3 separate regions of the Sus scrofa genome follow, and regions 2 and 3 are each linked to region 1. The links are chromatin contacts, called in public Hi-C maps. All regions are on one chromosome and are shown on one strand. Each heading gives the region's core, a stretch centred on a gene start, on an enhancer-like site or on the middle of the called end of the contact. The rest is flanking DNA. Distances are from core to core; before and after follow the strand shown.

Evidence for each region. Hi-C and Micro-C count contacts between places; a contact is called where the count stands out from the background.
Region 2: a Hi-C map of liver shows a contact between it and region 1, with 3 times the contacts expected there. The contact joins the promoter of ADIPOQ here to the promoter of ST6GAL1 in region 1. A contact is called at or near these places in 2 of 5 promoter capture datasets (fetal liver and liver), 22 of 47 Hi-C or Micro-C datasets (alveolar macrophages, blood, embryonic fibroblasts and 9 more) and 2 of 2 datasets of contacts at active chromatin or transcription factors (alveolar macrophages and skeletal muscle).
Region 3: a contact with region 1 is called in a Hi-C map of liver, with 2.8 times the contacts expected there. The contact joins the enhancer-like site here to the promoter of ST6GAL1 in region 1. A contact is called at or near these places in 1 of 5 promoter capture datasets (liver), 6 of 47 Hi-C or Micro-C datasets (embryonic fibroblasts, epiblast stem cells, liver and 1 more) and 1 of 2 datasets of contacts at active chromatin or transcription factors (alveolar macrophages).

The regions. Positions count from the first base shown.
Region 1 is chr13:124,697,371-124,701,129 of Sscrofa11.1, reverse strand. ST6GAL1 (beta-galactoside alpha-2,6-sialyltransferase 1) reads right to left here and starts at 1,508. Exons shown (of 7, transcript XM_021070037.1): 1 at 920-1,508. It overlaps LOC102158991 (a long non-coding RNA gene), which reads left to right and starts at 131. Exons shown (of 4, transcript XR_307085.3): 1 at 131-312; 2 at 1,656-1,794; 3 at 2,614-3,179.
Region 2 is chr13:124,632,118-124,635,899 of Sscrofa11.1, reverse strand. It overlaps ADIPOQ (adiponectin, C1Q and collagen domain containing), which reads right to left and starts at 1,994. Exons shown (of 4, transcript NM_214370.1): 1 at 1,955-1,994.
Region 3 is chr13:124,771,804-124,775,502 of Sscrofa11.1, reverse strand. All of the region lies in intron 2 of ST6GAL1 (beta-galactoside alpha-2,6-sialyltransferase 1), which reads right to left. Among named protein-coding and RNA genes, the nearest start is that of ST6GAL1, 74 kb to the right of the region's middle. Within about 2 kb of position 2,427, at least 8 of the 83 cell types and tissues checked have an H3K27ac peak or open chromatin away from gene starts, as enhancers often do. A contact at or near this core is called in liver, where this site is marked.

The sequences.
Region 1 (3,759 bases), core at 259-2,758:
AAAGGGGCCAATGACACCGGGGCTGGCTAGACACACCGACCTACAAGGCAAAGCGCAAGCGAAACCCGGGACTGCGCTGGGCACGGTTTAAATCGGACTGTTCTTTCTCCAGGCTGAGGGGGCGCTCGCCGTCCCCAACAGAGACAGTGCAGGGACAATGGTGCGCTAGGCATGATCTTTTTCTTTGGAAGGAAACCCATAAACCCTTAATTCAACCCCCATCCCTAAGAAACCTTCGTGAGGTGGAAGAGAAGAGTGGTCCAGGTCACATCAGGTTATGCACCGCGGCCGGGGACGCACTCTTGGCCTGGGGTAATCTTTGTGTTTCTTCTCCTTTCGCATTTCCCTTTTTAAGTCTGGCAGTTTGGTCTGATGCCCAAGTAGTACCTTTTAAACGTGTCTGTCGTCCTCCTCCAGCAAGTGGCGTCCCCGGCGCCGCACCCTCCCCAGCAGCTGAGACAACGGCCGGGTTCCGAAGGGTTTGCGGTGCGCGGGGATCCCAGGGCAGGGCGCACGTGCGTTTGTTGTGGTGCCTATGCCCCCACCCCCGCCGCAGCCCTCAGTTTCTCCTTCTGTAAATCTAGTAGGCGAGATCTGAAGCATCCGCTCCCATGTTGACGGTGCAATGGAGAGAGCGGGGTTCCCTGGGGCCGTGCGCACGTGGGTTTGTTGTGGGTCTTCGGGCTCGTGGAGCTGGGGAGAAGCCAGGACGGCCCTCCGGCCCAGATTAATACACAAATGCCCCCAGCCAAAAGGTGGCAGGTCCGCGCGGCGAAGGGGGCTGAGGGGTGCTGGACACGGACACTCTAAGCCCTAGGCGAGCCGGGGGCCCCGCCTCTCCACTCGCGTCTTGCGCCCTTTCGCTCCACTCCTCCCAGGGGGCCCGGGCCACGCCGCCGCCCTCCGCAGCCCTACTCACTCGCTGCGTTCTCGGCTGCCGAAGCTGCGGCTGCTCCGCCCGCTCCGCGCCCCAGCCAGCAGGCAGCCAGTTCCCTTTGTTAGAGCTGGGCTGTGCCCCGGCGTCTTCCCCAGCCCGGCCCAGCCCAGGACTCCCCTCCCCCGGATGTCTCCGGACTCCGCGCTCAGCGGCGGCGGGAGAGCCGGGGAGCTGGGAGCCCCCCCGGGGGAGTCCCAGAAGAAGGGTCTGCTGGGGAGGAGCGGGGAACAGGGGATGAGGCGTGGAGGGGATGCGGGAAGGAGGGAAGAGGAGTGGAGGCGAAGGGGCGGGGGAAACGAGCGGTCTCAGCTATGCAAATAGTCGAGAAGACCGGGTGGATCCCGCGCCCCACCGGCCCCAAACCCGCCCAGCCCTCCAGACGTAGCTAGCAAGGGGGCCTTAGGATTAGGGGTGCCTGGTTAGGAGGCGCGCCTAACCCCCGAGTGAAGCTTGGATCCTACTTCACCGCCCCCTTCCCAGGAGGGCGGGCCGAGGGCCAAGGGGGAGGAGCAAAGTCCCAAAATGCTGCTCCTATCCCAGCCCCACAGGTCCGGGAGGGTGGAATCCAACACTCTCAGGCTTTGGGTCCTAGCAAGCTGGACTATAAATCTTGCCTCTGCTAATGACTGGCTGCGTGATCCTGACCACGCCCCTTAACCTCTCTGAAGCCTCGAAGTCTTCTTATGTAGGATATGAAACAGCAGAATCTATTTCACAGGATAGGGCAAGAACCTCCCAACAACGTTGGGCACACTTGAACACCCCTGATACAGAAGGATCAAGAAGGACCGGCCCGTCCCTACCCATGGAGATTTCCACCCCAAGCTGTCTGCAGGCTGGTGAGCAGGAGGTCTCAGGTGTGGTGGGAAAGGGAGCAAGTTTCCTTTTTTCACGGGGATTAATCTAGAGCTGCTGGGAGAAAGCAAGTGGAAACCACTCATTGAGCAAGTGTCATTGCCACACACTGACCATCCCTGGTGACACAGGGGCCACTTCCCTAAAGCAGAAAACTGTCCTCTAGGAGGGCGAGGAGTGGCCTTTGGCCACCACTGCAGAGCCCTTAGAGGAGATGTGACTACCAGAGGCAATAGTCATCTCCCAGAAGTCTACCGAGGACCCACTTGGCTCCAACTCTGAAGTTGGAGGGAAGGAGTGGGGGGTGGGGGGACAGGGAGAGTGGAAGTTTGTCTGGGCCCTCTAGGAACACCAAGTCTGGTACACACTAGAGTGCTTGAAGCCCAGATACAGAACTTTCCAAATCGAGTTTTCCTCTCCTACCACCATCCTGGAAAAAGGGAGGTGGCATCCTCACCTTATTCCCAACATCCTTCCAAACACTGCTTCCCTTACCCCAGATCCTGGCCCCCTCCAGCTGTTGCTGCTGGTGCTTTTCAACTGCTGAGGATGCTCTGAGCAAAGAGCTCCAGTTGGAGAGGGTGACAAGCAGAGTGAATTCAAATCTCTATGACCAACTAGCTACACTCTCTTGAGTACACTCCTCAGTCTGTATGTCTGGCATAGAGAAGGAGCTCATAACAGTAAGATGTATGAGTTAACGCATGGAAACTGTCGAACTCTTAAGACTATTTCTGGGAGGGTGCTATACTGACTTCCTGCTGAGAAAATTGTGCAGGGGCATGACATAACTCTTTGTTTTACATTGATTTCTCTGACAGCAAGCATCCTGGAAATGGATGGCAGAATCGGAGACGGCAAGTACAGAGCACAGAGACCAGTTTGGAAGCTGACATCAGAGAAGATATAATCGGAGCAGTGGCAATGACAGAGGGAATGGAAAAAGGATGCACAAATGATGGCTACCATCTGGGGAGCAAACGCTCTTTGCTTACTATATTGTCTCTCCTCATCATAAGATAGGTGATGGCCTTTGCCCCATTTTATGGATGAGGAAATTGAAGTCACTTGGAAGTGGAAGAGCCAGAACTGGAACCCTTTTCCACATTCATTAAAAATCCTCATTTCCCTTCTCAGCATCACTCTGTGTCCACCCTACTTAGGAACCAAGAACAAGAAACAGGGGAGAGGCTTCCTAGAAGGTGGTTTAGTCCCCACTCCATAGTTCTCTTCACCGGAAGGACTCCGGCCAGTAATGAAGAAAGCAAGGGACAGGGTCATTCGGGATTCTCGGCTTGCAGGATTGAAATGACTGCAGATGATGTGATAAGCCCAAGAAGTTCCTGGGGCTCCGAGGCAGAAGAGCAGACAAGTTGGGGTGCCCCGGGTGAGTTTCCAGGTTGGAAGCAGCTGTGGGTTATTTCCTTTGGGGTCTGCTCCCTTCAGGTTACTGTGTCTTCCATTGGGAACTTCTCACCTATAAGTGAGAAGCAGGAGGCTGGACCATAGGGTGGGGCTTGGTCCTCTCCTCCCCAGGCCTCCTTTATTTCCAAGGCTTCCTCACCCATTGTCTCTGGGATCCCTGCCTTGACATCGTGTTTTCTTTAGTATAGATACCTACCTTCCCTCTGGACACTATCTCAGCTCCCTGGCCCCCCACTGACCTCAGCCTTTGCCCATGAATAATATTTTAGGTCGTGCCTTTCTCAATCATCATTTCAGGCAGTTTACTGGCTAATACAAATAATGCCCTGCCTTTTGAAGTTCGTTTACAACAGTCCACTTGCAACCATTATTATCATAGCACTCTTGAAGTGGAGGTTAATGTTATTACAAAATATTGCAGCAGGAAAATAGAGATGCAGGCAGTTGGAAATGCCTTTCCAAACACTCATTCCAGAGTTCCTGCCTTGGCTCAGAAGAAGCAAATCTGACTAGTATCCGTGAGGACACAGGTTCAATCCCTC
Region 2 (3,782 bases), core at 745-3,244, 66 kb after region 1:
CAAGGCCAGGGATCAAACCCCAAACCTCACAGAGACAACATCGGGTCCTTAACCCACTGAGCCACAATGGGAAATCCTCATAGCCTTGCTTTTGACTCCACTAAATAGAAGAATCTGAGATTTCAAGAGACCAAGATGCCGGCTTAAGGTCATGAGACTCTTGGGTTGAATGAAATGACATGGCTGGTTTTTAAGGTCAAAAATGATAAAATATGGGCAATTTCACACGGTGCAATCTAATGATAAATGACAGAACCAGGAATCAACTAGGCTCTTCCCAAATCCTAGGAGCATTACCTGAACGCTTTCACTTGGCAGCCCCGCACCCAACACTCTCTCTCCACACACACACACACCTGTTCTCAAGGAACTGGTTAAGCAGAGCATCCCCCCACCACATTTTGGGTATCAGTGTCTCTCCTGATTGACAGCTTCTACCTCCTGACCTCAGCCAAGTGTCTGGGGCCACTGGTCTTCCAACTTGACAAGGAGTAGGGGAGCAGCCTGATCTCAGAGCCACCTTAGAAATGACAAGAAGCAAGTCTTGTGTCTCTTTACAACTCCTCAAGAATTAAGGGAGGGAGGCAGCAAGAACAGCCAGTTAAGCTGCATGGCTCCCTTTCCACTGCTCAGCTTCCAGAACAAAGCTGACACCCTCATGTTTCTTTGTGCATATTCTGCCAGTATCAAGGCCCCCCTATTCCCCAACCTTGTCAGGATGAGCCAACCTTACCCCAAATGGATGGAGTTACCAGGAGCGAGGTGGCTGCACCGCTTGCAACGCTTGATCTGAAAATCCAAAACCTCTCCAGGAGTTCCCATCATGGCTCAGTGGTTAACGAATCCAACTGGGAACCATGAGGTTGCAGGTTCGATCCCTGGCCTCGCTCAGCGGGTTAAGGATCCATCGTGGCTGTGAGCTGTGGTGTAGGTCACAGACGCGGCTCAGATCTGGTGGTGTTGTGTTGCAGGCCAGCAGCTACAGCTCTGATTAGACCCCTAGCCTGGTAACCTCCGTATGCCACCGGTGCGGCCCTAGAAAAGAAAAAAAAAAAAAAACGAAAAAGAAAAAAATTCTCCAGAGCAGGGACCCACATCTCCTGACACCCAAGGGCTGGCCTGATCTCTAAAATCCCTCCCACTCAGTCTCTGCATCTATGGCTGCAAACAACCAGGAGGCCACAAGTGCAATGCTCCCTGGGACAAGCAGGATTGGGCTTGGGAAAGGCGGGGCAGATCCAGTTGTTCTGTCAGAGGATGTCTGCTACAAAGAAAATGTTGCATGAGCTCCCTGTACATGGCAGGCCCTGTGCTCACTCTACTTCATTTGAACATCTCAGTCACCTTGTGTGGTACCTCCACATGGGTGCAGACATGCCCATGTTTACAGATACCCCCAAAGCTACAGATAATGACTGGGCCCCACCCATCTTTGTTTCTCACGAACCCTACCCAGAGTCTGGTCCGTTGAATCTGCTCAATAAACACTGCTGACTAGAATCCAGTGGTAGAGTTGAATTCCAAACTCAGTCTCCCCAGGCTGCATCTTCATGTGCTCCTTTCTCTGCCCTACCTGGTCAAGTGGAGAAGCAATTCATCCCCTGCTCCTCTTATCTAAATGGACTTTATCGCTGGACCATGCTTCCTGCTTCACTGACCCCAACATTTTCTTTAGTTAGCCATCTCACCACAGAGTGAATTGGGCAAAATTCAGGATGGTTCCAGGCATCCTGATCACAATGAACAATTCCCTTTTCTCTAGGAGCCGTGGGGAAATTAAGGAAGAAACCCAAGGCCAGTCTGCCTCCACCAGGGCTGCCCTGGCCAGGGTTTTGCCTATATCACCTCCCCACCCTGCCACGATGGGGAAAGCATGAGCACGCCCCAACCCCAGGTTCCCTTTCGGGACAGCCACCTTTACCTACAGCCTGGAATTCCAATCACTTGTCCTTACCCTCAGGTGTGGAATCAGAGCCACAGACTGCAGTCAGGATGGAAATGAGGAGAAGGTGGCCCAGCCTCTGCAGCCTGGTACTCATGGGGAAGGCAGTCCCCACCTCGAAATTGTTGCTTCCCATTGGCCAGCGTGCTGAGGCCCAGAGACCAGTGGGTGGGCTCACACCCCTGGCGGCTGCTTCAGGTCTCCACCCTGGGGAACCTGGTGCAACCCAGCTCCAGCTTGGGAAGCCAAGTGGGGCTTCAGTCACCACACTCACGTTTCCAGGCCTCGGCCCTTAGACTTGCCTCCTATAACAGGGACAGAAAATGGGGCCAAGGGTCAATACTAGAGGCAGGAAAACAATATATTTCCTTATGTAAAATTAATGGCCTGGTGGTCCAGGAGACCTCCCTCTCCCCAGAGATTTGCTCTAATAAGTCCAGGGAACCAATTACACCATCACACTCATTGTGCACGACAGGGAAAAGGAAATGAAATATAGCAAGAAATACAATGCATCCTTCACTTTCTGGCCTGAACTCCAGACTGGGGGAAGACTTTGCATGTTAATTTGGAGAACTGATGTGAGGAGATGTTTCTGAGGCAGTATAAGGCAGGGCCAGATTAAAACCATTGAAAGGCCCTGAATTCCAAAAGATGTTGGAGCCCTCCTTGTGTGGGATTCAAATTAAATATATCGGAAAAACATTTATTAAATAGAATATTAGAATATCGTCTTTCACTGTTTTTTGTTGCCAAAACTCTGGAGATGTTTTTGAAAACCAACTTTTTTTTTTTTTTTTTTTTTTTTTTGCCATTTCTTGGGCCGCTCCCGCGGCATATGGAGGTTCCCAGGCTAGGGGTCGAATCGGAGCTGTAGCTGCCGGTCTACACCAGAGCCATAGCAATGCTGGATCCGAGCTGCGTCTGCAACCTATACCACAGCTCATGGCAACGCCGGATCTGAAAACCAACTTTTTATATATGTGTGTGAAGTGCTCCTTTTTCCAATGTCTGATGCCTGGGCCTGATCCACCTACTGGTGAACGCTGCTCTGGGCTGGAAGTGGCCTGGAGGCCCGGCGGCTCTAACCCACATCATTGTCTCTAGAAGGCTTAGGCTTAAAGTGGCAACGTTCATCACCTTGGACTCTTTTTGACAACTCCACATTCCATTTTTGAACGGCAGCATCAGAGCCAGTTCCTGCAAGCCACAGATTCTGATGCATTAAATCATGACGCCAGCAAAGGCTCAGGACCCCAGCAACAACTTCTGCAAGGCATTCAGAAACAGAATTTCTCAGGCAGAGTCTGGACGAGCCTGCCCCTAAATACCACCTCTGCTGGCCACACAGAGCCTAAAAGTCTACCAGCAAAGTCAAGTCCAATCTAAAGCTTCGTCTCCTGCTAATATGCAAGTATGTCCAGAAAAGCCCAGTAGGACTTTGAGATTGGAGTCACGAGTCTCTTCTCAAGAGCCCACTGGCTCAGTGAAGCGACTTACGAAAATTAGGTTCTAGTTTATTAGATATGTTGCACTCAGGAGAAAACAGAAACTGTGACAATTCTTGGTTACGCCAGTGTTTTATTTTTACTATGGTATCGTATTTATTTGGGGTTTGTTCCACCATGTGTCTTTCCTTCCTCAAATGTAAACTTCATGAGAGCAAGTGCCTTGCCTGTTCAATGGTTTGTCCCCAAGCCCCTAGAATAAGATCTGGTATGAGATGGGCAGTGATAAATGCTGAATCAAAAATAAGAGAGTAATGGAACTCCACATTGGGAGTTAAGAACCTGACAAGTATCTGCGAGGCTACGGGTTTGACCCCTGGCCTTGCTCAGTG
Region 3 (3,699 bases), core at 1,178-3,677, 73 kb before region 1:
AGAACAGTCCCAAAGGTCAGAGACATAAAAAAGCTGCATTTGGGAGTTCCCATCATGGCTCAGTGGTTAACAAATCCGACTAGGAACCATGAGGTTGCGGATTCGATCCCAGGCCTCGTTCAGTGGGTTAAGGATCCAGTGTTGCCATGAGCTGTGGTGAAGTCGCAGATGTGGCTCGGATCCCGCATTGCTGTGGCTCTGGCGTAGGCTGGTGGCTACAGCTCTGATTAGACCCCTAGCCTGGGAACCTCCACATGCCGTGGGAGTGGACTTAGAAAAGGCAAAAAAGACAAAAAAAAAAAAAAAAAAAAAAAAAAAGCCTGCATTTGCCTAGAAGAGAATATGAAGAATGTGCAGTGGACAGGTGGCAGGAGCCAGTCCCTTAGTCTGTGAGGTCCCGTGCCCCTCATGTATCAGGGTGTGATAGAAATAACTGCTTGCTTATGAACCACTGCTCTCAAAGCCACCGGACTGCTAGGGCATAGTGAGGACAGTTTATACTCCACAATGAATTTCTTTTAATAGATTTATAAATGCCTTCAGCTCTGTAGTTATGAAATCAATAAAGGACAGAAATCACTTAAGTTGCTCAATTGTGCCTGCCTGCATACACAGGGGAAATTCTGTGCTCTGGTAGCATGTGGCTGATGTCCCCATCTGTCAAATGAGAACAAGATGCCTCACCTTAGGGCTGTTGTCAATAAAGGAGAACTTGGTAACGATGATGAAGCCATATGGAGAATTTTAAAGATCTCCAGACAACTGTCATATGAATGTCTAGTCTACGGCTTCAGCATTTTATAGAAGAGGAAACTGAGGCTGGAGGAGGTCATAGGACTTTCCCAGGAAGGTGTGGCTCTAAAGCCAGTGTGTTTCCCTCCCTACAAGTGATCAAAAATGTGCCAACCCTGCATGCTGACTCAATCACAGAATGGGACTTGGGGGAGGAGGGGGAAGGAGGGCCATAGAAGGGAGAGGGCGGCCCTGGGCTCCTCACCCCTCTCTAAACCCCCACTGGGGCTGGCCTGGCAGTGCCAGAGCTGTGAGCTTACCTTCTGACCATATCTATTCATATCAATCAAATCAACCAAGAGGCTGGTAACCATGTGCTCAGAACAGCAGCCCTGGAGGTACTTATTACTTCCTCCGCCCCTTATATGCTAATAGGTCTAACTACCATGAGAAATTAAACAAGGACCAAATACTTAATGCACTATTTACTTTGTTCCCCCACTAGAGAATGAGCACCTGAACCATCGAGTTACCTCTCTGTTCCCAGGACCTGGGTCAATGCCTGTGATTCAGCTTTGTTTGCCAAATAAGTGAATATTTGCTTCTTGCAAAGAAGGTGCTCAAGAATCTCAGCCCAGGAGGAAGGGCCCAAATCTAGCCTAGGATCAAAGAAGCCTGAGGGATGGGAAGGAAATGGCCTGGAGCTGGATGAGGGGGGGCACAGGGAACAGAGAGGGTCAAGTCAGCCCATGCAGGTGCACAAAGCTGGCCTCACCGGGTGGCACCATATCAGGGGGGAGAGCCTGGTCTTCATCAGGTCATTTGGTGGAGAGGCGACCAAAAGCCTGAAGGCAGGGAATGAACTGATGAGCCAGTGGGCAGTTGTGCAAGTTGAGCAGTGGGCGGGGGTGGCAGGCCACAGCCCTGATCGTCACAGCACCCCTTCTCCCCTCCCTGACAGTATGTGACCAACAGCGAACACCTGTCACTGCTTCTCAGGCACCTACTACGGGCCAGTCACCCATTTCATGTTCAAAATAGATCCATAAGGCGGGTAGTTGATGAACTTATTTTACAGGTGAGGAAACAGGCTCAGAGTTGATTTGCCTACAATCACTCCACTGTGAAGAGGCAGACCCAGGATGTCAACTCAGATTTCACCCTAGCCCAGAAGCCAAGAAAATCTAGGTGCATCCTATTCCCTGCCCATTGTCTCCCACCACCACTACTGCTGCCCCCACTGCCCCGTGCTGATGAGGCAAGGACCAGGACTGAGACGAGGACAATGCCCACACAAAGCCCAGTTTGGAAGAGTAGTACTACCTTTCAGGTGGACCCAGCTTTGGAGTCAGATGAATCTAGATTTGGAGCCCAGCCTCATTAGTCATCACCATGTGATCTTAAATAACAGGAGCACTCTGGACATCAGTTGCCTCACCTGTAAAATGTGCACAAAACCACCTACCTCACAGGGCTGCTGGAAGGGCTAGAAGGAGGGATCCTGCCATGCCTGGAACATGGCAGATGCTTAATAAATGGTGCCCAGTAAAGCCGAACCTGCAAGAATAGGGAGGAGGGACAGGAGGTTGGGTTGTGGCTTAGCTGCTGCAGATGAAGGAAGTTTTCATTTCTGTGAGAACAGGACATGAACTTTCCAGGAGTGTATGAGTCAATATTTGTCTGGATAAACATGGGACATTGACGTCCATCTCAACAAAACCAGTATTAGCCACTTTCACTGTTAACCATTTCAAACACTGCTCCATAGCAAAGAGATCTGAAACTTGGTTGGGACTCTCAAAGGAGTTAGAGACAGGGGGTGTTACGGGAAGGGCAGAACTTATGGGAAAACCCAAAACCATTACAGAAACATGAGGTCCCCCAGCCCTCTGGCCAGATCACTCTGTGTCCTCAGAAGTCACTCATCCTCTCGGAGCCTCTGTTTCCTCACGATAAAAGGGACTTAATAATCCTGACTGCACAGGGTTGTGATCGAAACATAAGGGAATTAATAGATGAAAAGGAGCTTTTAAGCTCCAAGATAATGCCATGAGTTCACCACCTCTATAAAGCCATAGGAGGCAGAGCTGCACGTTATCAAGTACCCCTCTGTTCGGAAGAAGAAAAAGAAATTTGTGCTATTTGACAAACTTTACCTAAGACAGACTTTACATAAGACACTAGTGTTTCTTCTACTAAAGGGTCATTCAACTACTCAATGAGATGAATTACAGCTGGTATAAGAATCATGTCTCTATGATAATCAAAAGGAAAACAGAAAACCATTCAATTCTCTCAGAGCGTGGACACCCCTGAGAGCCTTCTGCAGACAGATGCCTGGGGAAGTTCTGCTTTCACCACCACGGACTGGCTTATTGTCTGAGACAGGGAAAGTCAGCAGGCCCAAATTCTCAAAATAAAATCTGCTGAATTGCTTCTGAATTTTCCTGCAATTTAGCAAATAAGCCAAACTCACTTCCCCTCCCAGCCCCACCCTCAGGTCTCCTGCAAGTGGGATGTGTCCAGGGAGGACAACAGGACATTGATGAGGTGCTCCTAGAGCAAAACCAGGGCAGGCTGACAGCCCCGGGCCTGGGCGCCCGACCTTGATTTCAGGAGAAATACTCATCTGTCCAGTCTGCTGCACCCAGGCTCCAAGCAGACTGTGATGGGCTCCCTGGCCTCACCTGTGATCCTGTGTCTGGATGGCCTACTCAGCTGTGTTCAAGAACCTAAGGGGAGCCCCATCTCGATCAATCCAAAGAAGTAAATAGAAAAATACTTTGGGAGTTCCCATTATGGCTCAGCGGTAACGAACCCAACTAGTATCCATGAGGATGCAGGCTTGATCCCAGGGCTCGTTCAGTGGGTTAAGGATCCGGCATTGTCACCAGCTGTACTGTAGGTCACAGATGCGGCTTGAATCTGGCATTGCTGTGGCTGTGGTGTAGGTTGGCAGCTGTAGCT